3 separate regions of the Zea mays genome follow, and all the other regions are linked to region 1. A link is a contact called in public Hi-C data. All regions are on one chromosome and are shown on one strand. The core of a region is the stretch at or near the end of the contact, and the rest is flanking DNA. Distances in the headings are between cores, read along the strand shown.

The links. A called contact is a pair of places that touch in the nucleus more often than the background predicts.
Region 2: a Hi-C map of leaf shows a contact between it and region 1, with 3 times the contacts expected there. The contact joins the promoter of LOC111591182 here to the enhancer-like site in region 1. A contact is called at or near these places in 3 of 25 Hi-C or Micro-C datasets (ear, leaf and tassel).
Region 3: a contact with region 1 is called in a Hi-C map of leaf, with 2.5 times the contacts expected there. The contact joins the promoter of LOC103650329 here to the enhancer-like site in region 1. A contact is called at or near these places in 4 of 25 Hi-C or Micro-C datasets (ear, leaf and tassel).

The regions. Positions count from the first base shown.
Region 1 is chr3:103,250,096-103,252,731 of Zm-B73-REFERENCE-NAM-5.0, forward strand. No RefSeq gene overlaps it. Among protein-coding and RNA genes, the nearest start is that of LOC103650330, 13 kb to the left of the region's middle. Within about 2 kb of position 1,331, at least 20 of the 20 cell types and tissues checked have an H3K27ac peak or open chromatin away from gene starts, as enhancers often do. A contact at or near this core is called in ear, leaf and tassel, where this site is marked.
Region 2 is chr3:103,057,582-103,060,217 of Zm-B73-REFERENCE-NAM-5.0, forward strand. LOC111591182 reads right to left here and starts at 1,313. Exons shown (of 2, transcript XM_023302122.1): 1 at 1,029-1,313.
Region 3 is chr3:103,382,294-103,384,929 of Zm-B73-REFERENCE-NAM-5.0, forward strand. LOC103650329 reads left to right here and starts at 1,311. Exons shown (of 13, transcript XM_020550255.3): 1 at 1,311-1,706; 2 at 1,910-1,981; 3 at 2,121-2,249; 4 at 2,334-2,407. The coding sequence starts at 1,399.

The DNA of each region.
Region 1 (2,636 bases), core at 81-2,580:
ATAGTTAGATTCCTTAGATAAAAAGATTAATCTACTCTATATAGGATAAATAATACCTAACTATAAAAGTATGAGATTTGACAAAATAAGGTTTTGTCATTGTGTAGTAAATTTTATTGCGAATCAAACGCAATTTGAACGGGTCAAATCGGAGTTAGAATAAATTATTTATGGATTTTCTATGATTTTTGGAATTACTTTTATACTTAGAAATCAGTTTTTGGATTTTGTTATTGTTGTTAACCGAAAAATGGGCGGCGACATTAATTTCCCAAAGGTCCGAGTCTATTTTATAAATAGTAGGACTAATTTGTAATGGTTTTTATATTGCATAGGACAGCAGGTTGATTATTTAAGAACCTGAGGACTCTTGCGCAAAAAAGGACGTGGATGAAGGGGTATGGTTCAATTCTGAACATTGGATGCATACCCAAGATCCCAAATTAGATCTTTAAATAGCACCAATAGGTATGCATTTGTAGCGGTTGGATTAAAGATCAACGATAGAGCGCCCCAGAGCGACCGGGCCGTCTACCAATCAACCGACGACGAGGATGCATCCCACGAAAATGGGGGGATATGTTTTAATCCTAATCGTCCAACGCCGATCCGACTGCCACGACCACATCTCACAACAATGCCCCGATTCCCCACCGAATCGGTATCCACTGATCTAATATTAATCGTCGATGCACGATCCAATGGTCCGAGGCGTGCTTCTACCCTTTGACCTCCAGAGCGGCGGCGCGAACCCGACCTACGGTGGTGCTCCGCCGGTGGATGGCCATCACCCGTACTAGCGCAAAATCCCCATGAAAAATCAGTGTTACACGCAGAGGACACCAAGGCAAAAACAATTGGAGTTGTCTTACCGTCGATCGACACATAGGGACGGTAGTCCATGACGGAGCATAGATTTGGGCGGAGTTCCGCAATGACGAGAAATTCTAGGGCCCCTGAGGCTGGCTGCTCCGGCAACCACCCGGATTCGGGACCAACGCGAGCACGCTGCTCGCACCATACAATTTTCGAGGGCTAGGGCGACCTAGTGGCAAAGTTGGGTGGTGGTGGTGGAAGCTTTTCTCCCTCCTTCGTCCTTTCTGTTTCGCTGCGATTGCCCTCGGTGTCGTATTCTATGAGGGGAATAGGGGATCTCAGGCTTGGCTTTTATGCACCACGGGTGGAGTCCGCGTGGGGGGTAATCGATTGGTGGATCTCCCCGAAACGCAGAGTGGTCGCGACGCGCTGAGTCCGTCAGAGGATAGGGATGATTTTGACATCCCTGCCCCACGTGTCGGTGACCAGAGAGAAAAGGTGTGCGCGGCGTGTAGGTACTAGCGCAGGGCCCCACAGGATAGTGTGAAGTGCTAAAGATGTGCGCACGGCGAGTGGGCTCAGGACAGCGGCTGAGGCGGAGGTGGGCCGAGCGGCGGCCCAAGCACGAGAGATGGGGAAAACGGGATGGGCTAGGAGAGGGATAGTTGGCCCAGGTTGCGTCTTTTCCCTTTTCTTTTCTTTTTTATTTCCATTTTGTTTCCATGTTTAAAAATTGGGTTTCAAGTTCAAACTCAACCTAGGTTTCGGAAATTCAAATTACAGTTAAATGCACAATACAAAAAGAAAGAAAACCCAGCATGAGATGATATTCACATTTATACATGTTTATAAATTATTTTAGCCATTTTGACCACTATTTCAATCATGTAGTGTACACACATAACTCTAATATATATATACATATATATTTGTGTATTAAACTAAATGTTCCTTCACAAATTAATACCCATTTACTCTAACTAATGTATAATCTATGTCAAGAGTTAATTTAAATATTTTTAAAAAAGAAATTTTGAGTTCATGCGATGAATTCTCCATTTTGGCAAATAGATTGAGGGTCTTTTCTACTATAATGTTTTCTTTGTATGAGTTTCAAGTTAAATCCCTAGTTAGAATTTTAGGGCGTTACAAATTCTACAACCTTAAAAATAATCTCGTCCTCGAGATTAGTAAGGAAGGGACGCAAAAGGTTTGTTTGTTTTTTAACTTTTGGTTCCAATTAGTTTTAGTACACCTAAAAGTTTCTCACCATTAGTAAGTGTGGTTGGGAACACTTGAGTATTTTATGTTTGAGCTAATAGGTAAGGTTGAGGCAGATTAGAACAAGATAAGGTTAGACAACGAAACTTCTACTTCGGATGTTGAATCCTAGACTCCTTTTGTAGATCTGGTTTGATTTCTAGCCTTCCTTGACGGGGTTGATGTCTTCCTTCTCGGATCTTGGTGCCTCAGTTTGTGGTTTAGGAGGTTTAGATAGGCCGCTGGTTGTGACACATGAGGTACGTTAAACAAAGTTTATTTGGTTCTTATGTTGGGCTGTGTAGGTTATACAAAGGTTAGGTTGTTGCGCATGGCCGAGTTGGTCTAGGGCACTATTATAGGTTAAAACATGTTTATAGGAGTAGGGTCTAATTTATTTCACCACTATTGACTTACATGTTAAGTAACTTACTTTAGATTAGATCTAGATGGGATCTAGATTAGATTGGTATGACTAGCTTAGATGTATAAGATCTAGTTAGTTTTGGAATAGATCACGGTTGTTAAACTAGGGTGGATAAGTACGCTTATTAGGACAA
Region 2 (2,636 bases), core at 63-2,562, 190 kb before region 1:
GGAAAGAGGAAAGCGTGAGAGAGAGAGAGAGAGATAGCTCGGGGAGGGAGAGAGGAGGGAGCTCGTTCTTTTATAGAGCGAGAGTGGAGAGGAGAGGGCGCCGGGGAGGAACGGCCAGCCTTCAACACCATCAGTGGCGTCGTTTCTCTCCATTGATTGGAGAGGGAATTAGGGGAGGGAGAGGAAACGGCGGCGTCGGTTTCTAGCGTGGGAGGCGGATGGGCACAGATGCTGAGGAGCGGGCGCGGGAGCACGGCTCGGCCGAGCGCGCGGCACGAGCCCAGGGCCAGCGGCGGCGGCGCGGAAGGGAGAAGGAGAGGAGGGGCCACGGGGCCCTGACGGGTGGGTCCCACCGGTTAGTGAGTGAGAGGGGGAAATGGGGGCGCGACTGATGGGCCCCAAATGGGCCGGTTTGGCCAGCTAGGGTTAGGGTTAGGTTTTCTTTCTTTTTTTCATTTTCTTTTCTTTTCCACTTCAAAATATAAATAAATATATATTTAAATAATTAAAAAATCATAATAATTATACCAAAGTATTTATAACTAAAATATTTATTTTTGACCAATATTTCAATATTAATTAATTAGATTTTCAATATAAAAGAAATTCTACTAAACAATCCATAAATCAAATATAAGCAAACAAAATTACTCTAAATGCAAATAAAAATCAAATACTTGAAAGAAAAAAAATCCATTACCATATTTACCATTAATAATATAAATGCATTATATTTAGTTGATGGTTTTGGTAGTGTTATAGCATCCCCAAGTCGCCCGATAGCCGATCGACGGCTAGATTTCGTTGCTATGAATAGGTATCCCAAAGTTCTAATCAGAGCCGATCAACCCGAGATCAACGGTTTCTGATCATTCACCCAAACTCGCCATCGAATACGGCGACGCCGCCCGACTACGCCCGGTGGGGGTCATCTGAGTTACCTCGATACAGCACCCGCTGACTTGATGCCTAAAACGACCGACAATGCGTTTAGTAGGACTCGCCGAACACGAGGGTCGATGACTCACCGGCGAGGGCGAGGTGGCGAAGCCGGTCCTCGGCGGAGGATCAAGCCGCAGCAATGGAGTCGCACCGGCGAGCAATTGCCCAAACGCCGACGGTCCAATGGATAAATTGATGGTCGTCGAAGCTCCCCGAATCTATGGCGCTGCCCCAGAATACCCCTCTAACGCCCGAGCGCCCACAAAGCATGTGTTGGCCAGTGATGGATTTCCTGTCCCTCTCTCTCCCCTGCGCTACCCCTCTCCGGTCCTTCTTTCTCGATGGCATTTGGGTGGGCTGGAGAACAAGCCCATCGGTCAAGACAAGCCAAGGAGGTCCATATATATGCAGCACCTGCCGAGGAAAACGACATGGCCAAGTCCCATGGTGAGCTGCGCTCGTCACGGTGTTCATTCGCAACGGTCCCTGATATGGATGAGTCCGACGTGGCGGACCGACCAGCAGCAACCCAAGGCGAGCCAAGGAAGGTGCGCCTAGTCAGCGGGGCCCCCACGTTAGTGAGAAAGCGAGCAGCGCGTGCGGCTGAGTGGAAGCCTGGCGAGCGGGTCCCGCAAGGCAGATACGTAGACGGTGGTGGGAGTTTGGGCTAGGCGGCTATGGCGGAGGATGGAAATGGGCCGAGGAAAAAGGGATTAAGCCCAGGTTAGTTTAGGTGACCCTTTTCTTTGTCCTTTTCCTTATTCCATTTTTTCCTATTTCAATTTCAAATCAAACACAAGCTTGAATTTCAAACCTTTAATTTCTTTAAATGCACAAATAGAACTCCAAAATGATGTGCACTAATTATATTAATCTATTTATTTAGTTACTTTATTATTATTATTATTTTATTTAGGTAATGTTTTGAACATGAAATACACACACCACATTTATTACATAGAATATTATTTTGGGTGTGTCATCAATTTCAAGGTAGATCCCAAAGTTCATATTCCTTTATTTTGATAGAAAACATTTTTCAAATGCCTAATCTTTATTAGGATATGTTTTATCTAATATTATTCTATTATGATCATTTACTTTAGAAAGGGTGAGTTCTAAAGTTCATTTATTTATCAAGGATACTTATTTTTATGATTATTTTTCAGGATTTCCTTAACTCGCAAGTTAAGATTTTGGGTGTTACAATAGCGATTAATGTAGAAGAATCATATCCAATTTAAGTAAGAAGATATACATCACATATCATTGGATTGATTTTCTTTTTATGTTAGATTACACATTCCATAGAGAAACTCATTCTCTTGATGTGAGACTACTTAAGTCACTTAGACAAAAGCATTAGTCTTACGATTCTAGTCATAAAGAGAAATTCCCTTTTATAAGTGTCCTAAGGATTTAAATTCCTTATATGACACCTTATTCTTTTAAGAGCTTCGAATATTTCTGTTTATGTTCAGAACATGGCAACAATATGATAATTAACGTAAAACATGCCATGAGCTACTTACAAAAATTTAAAGCATGTAGATCGCCATAATATAGAAATGATGAAAATGCAATCTACCATATGAGAGGAACTTTCTCCAAAGAATGGTGACATAATTTAACAACATTCTTAAGTGCTTCCTTTTTCTATGTGACTACACAAGACATAAGAGAAATGATAATTG
Region 3 (2,636 bases), core at 61-2,560, 130 kb after region 1:
TAATGATTCAAGATGATTATTCATACTTTTTCTGTGTTTCATATGTCCCAGTTTATATCTTTATACATTGAAGTGATGAAGGTATGTCCTTCATGACCTTCGTCTGAAGATCACTATATCCTAAGGGAGATAATGCTTCAAAGGACGAAGGTCTTTAACCATTAACATTTGTGTTGCCTTGTTCTTAATTCATAGCATTTGAGAACAAGTGATCAACAACCTCCGACCAGGATGATGTAGTGTGTGAAGGAAGATGAGCGTGAAGGGAAGATTTTGAGCAGGCGCGGGAGGGAGAGGGATTGAGATCCTCTACAGTCGAGTGTTTGTAGTCTACCAGGTGGGCCTGGCAGGTGCCAGGGTCCACCTGGAGTCACAAATGCCTAGAGGAATCGATTTCAAGGAGAGAGGCAAGCGTAGAGAGCAACCTCAGCGACACTATGTTTATCGCAAGCAGTAGTGGACGTTGATGGAGGCGTAGGAGAGGTCTCCATCCGCTAATTTTAGAGAAATATTTGCAATTTTGCAATCCACAAAAGTGGTGCCTCTTTGCTATTATGTCATATATGTCGATGATTCATGGGTTCATCTGTGTCTATAATTTATAGATCCTATAGCATATTAGCGAATAACTCTTTTAGGCTTAGTTTGCGTAATCTAGTATTGATCCTAATCCACATGTATTGAGATGGATTGGGGTGTAACTTAAACTAATTTACACCCAAATCCACCTCAACACACGTGGATTGGGGTCAATACTAAAGTATCCAAACAAAACTTTAGGATGTTTGGCTTCTACAATATATTTCTGGAGAGATCCCCACACTTAGAATTTTTTTTATATATGGATTTAAATGTACGTTGTAGCTGCTAATCGAGACCGAGGTCAGCTGACCCTATAGATGGCCAATAAGCATGAGGCCCATGAGCCCGACACGAAGCCCGCTGTTTGGGTTCGATCCGAGCCCGACACGGCTCGGTTCTATGTGGGCCCGGTCCGACCAGGCATAAATAAGCGGGCCGGGCCCGGACAGGAAACTAAGCACGGTGGGCTGGCTCGGCACGACCGTTTATCTCTAAGCCCGCCAAACCCGCTTTTTCCACTAAATCGTGCTTACCGGCTCGTTTAGTCCGTTTTTTTCGTGTTTACCGGGCCAATCTGGTCCGTTTACACCCGCTGTGGGCCGGGGTCGGACAGAGAAACAAGTCCGCGTGTTTAAATGAACCCGCCCGATTTTTTAACCGTGGCTGACGGACCGGGTCTAAAATGGGCTGGACCCGGGCGGCCCGTTTGGCAATGACCCTAAGGACTGTAGATTCGCCGGGCGGCCGGTGGCGACCGGCACATCAACATCAGAGAGAGGGTGGAACAGACAGAGAAAGAGGGACTGTGGTGTGCACATGGAGGAGCTCTCCAACAAGGCTCTGGCACCAAGCTTGCTTTCGCTGTGCCTGGATGCGGTAGCTGATCGTCTCATCAGCGACAACGCCGCCGCAGGCGGCGGCGTGGGCCGAACGGGTTCGTCAGGAGGGTGCAGCGGCGGCGGCGGTCTCGCCGGATTCTCGGAAGATGATGGAGGGGAGGCAGACGAGGACCGCCTGCATCCACAGGAGTTGGCGGAGGGGCTTCCCTGGGAGCTTCTCCATCGGCTGGCGTCCCGGCTCCCGCCTGTCGTACTTGAGTCACTCCATCACGCTGCACATGCCCGGTACCCTGCCGGCCTGCCCCTCTCCATTTATGTACCAATTCGTAAACATTAACAGACAACATCACGCCCATTCCTGTGCCCGTTTACCTTCTATTGCTACTCCAATTTCCACATCTTCTGTATCATATGTTCCTTCCTCTGAGAAAATCGTGCATCTTCATAAAGGAAGAGCTAAATGTTATGCTCATTATTTCTCGTTTCAGATACTGTTCTGCTGAAACTACTTCTGGACTTGGAGTGCAAGATGGAGAAAGACGTGGGGTGAAACGTTCAAGGTTTTGCACGCATTCATGCAACAAAAAACGTGTTTTTATAATACTATGTTAATAGTATTGCAATGGAATGAAGACAATAATCGGTAGCACCAACATATGTTTGAATATCTGACCAGACATATATGATGTCTGCTCTCAGGTGTGAAGATTTCAACAGCACTTGGCAGTTGTTGTTCAAACTTCGCTGGCCCCTGGGTGGTAATACTGGACATAATAATTTGGTCACTGTGGATTGGCAGCAAAAGTATTGGGAAAAGCATTTACAAGAGTAAGCTATCAGTGATTGGAATTTATGAATGAAATGCTTTAACCCCTTAAAACACAAATTACCAATCCTTTTTCGCCTCCACAGGTGTTTAAATGAAGCTGCAGAACATGCTTTTCTTCCTTTTTTTTGTGGGAGTATTGGTGAGCTGAGTATATCAGGCTAGTATCCTATATTCCTTCATGACATGTTTATCGTATTGAACATTCATTTGTTACCAACTTGACATTGCTTGGTTGAGTTGAGTAATTTGCTTCTTAGTTTTAGAAAGTAACCTGAATTATTAAAAAAAATTCTTTCGCTAACAATGTGATACCCATTGACTCCCTCCGTTCTGGTGTAGAAGGTGTAACCGTTTTTATTCATGCGTTCCGCAATAGAGGGTCTGGT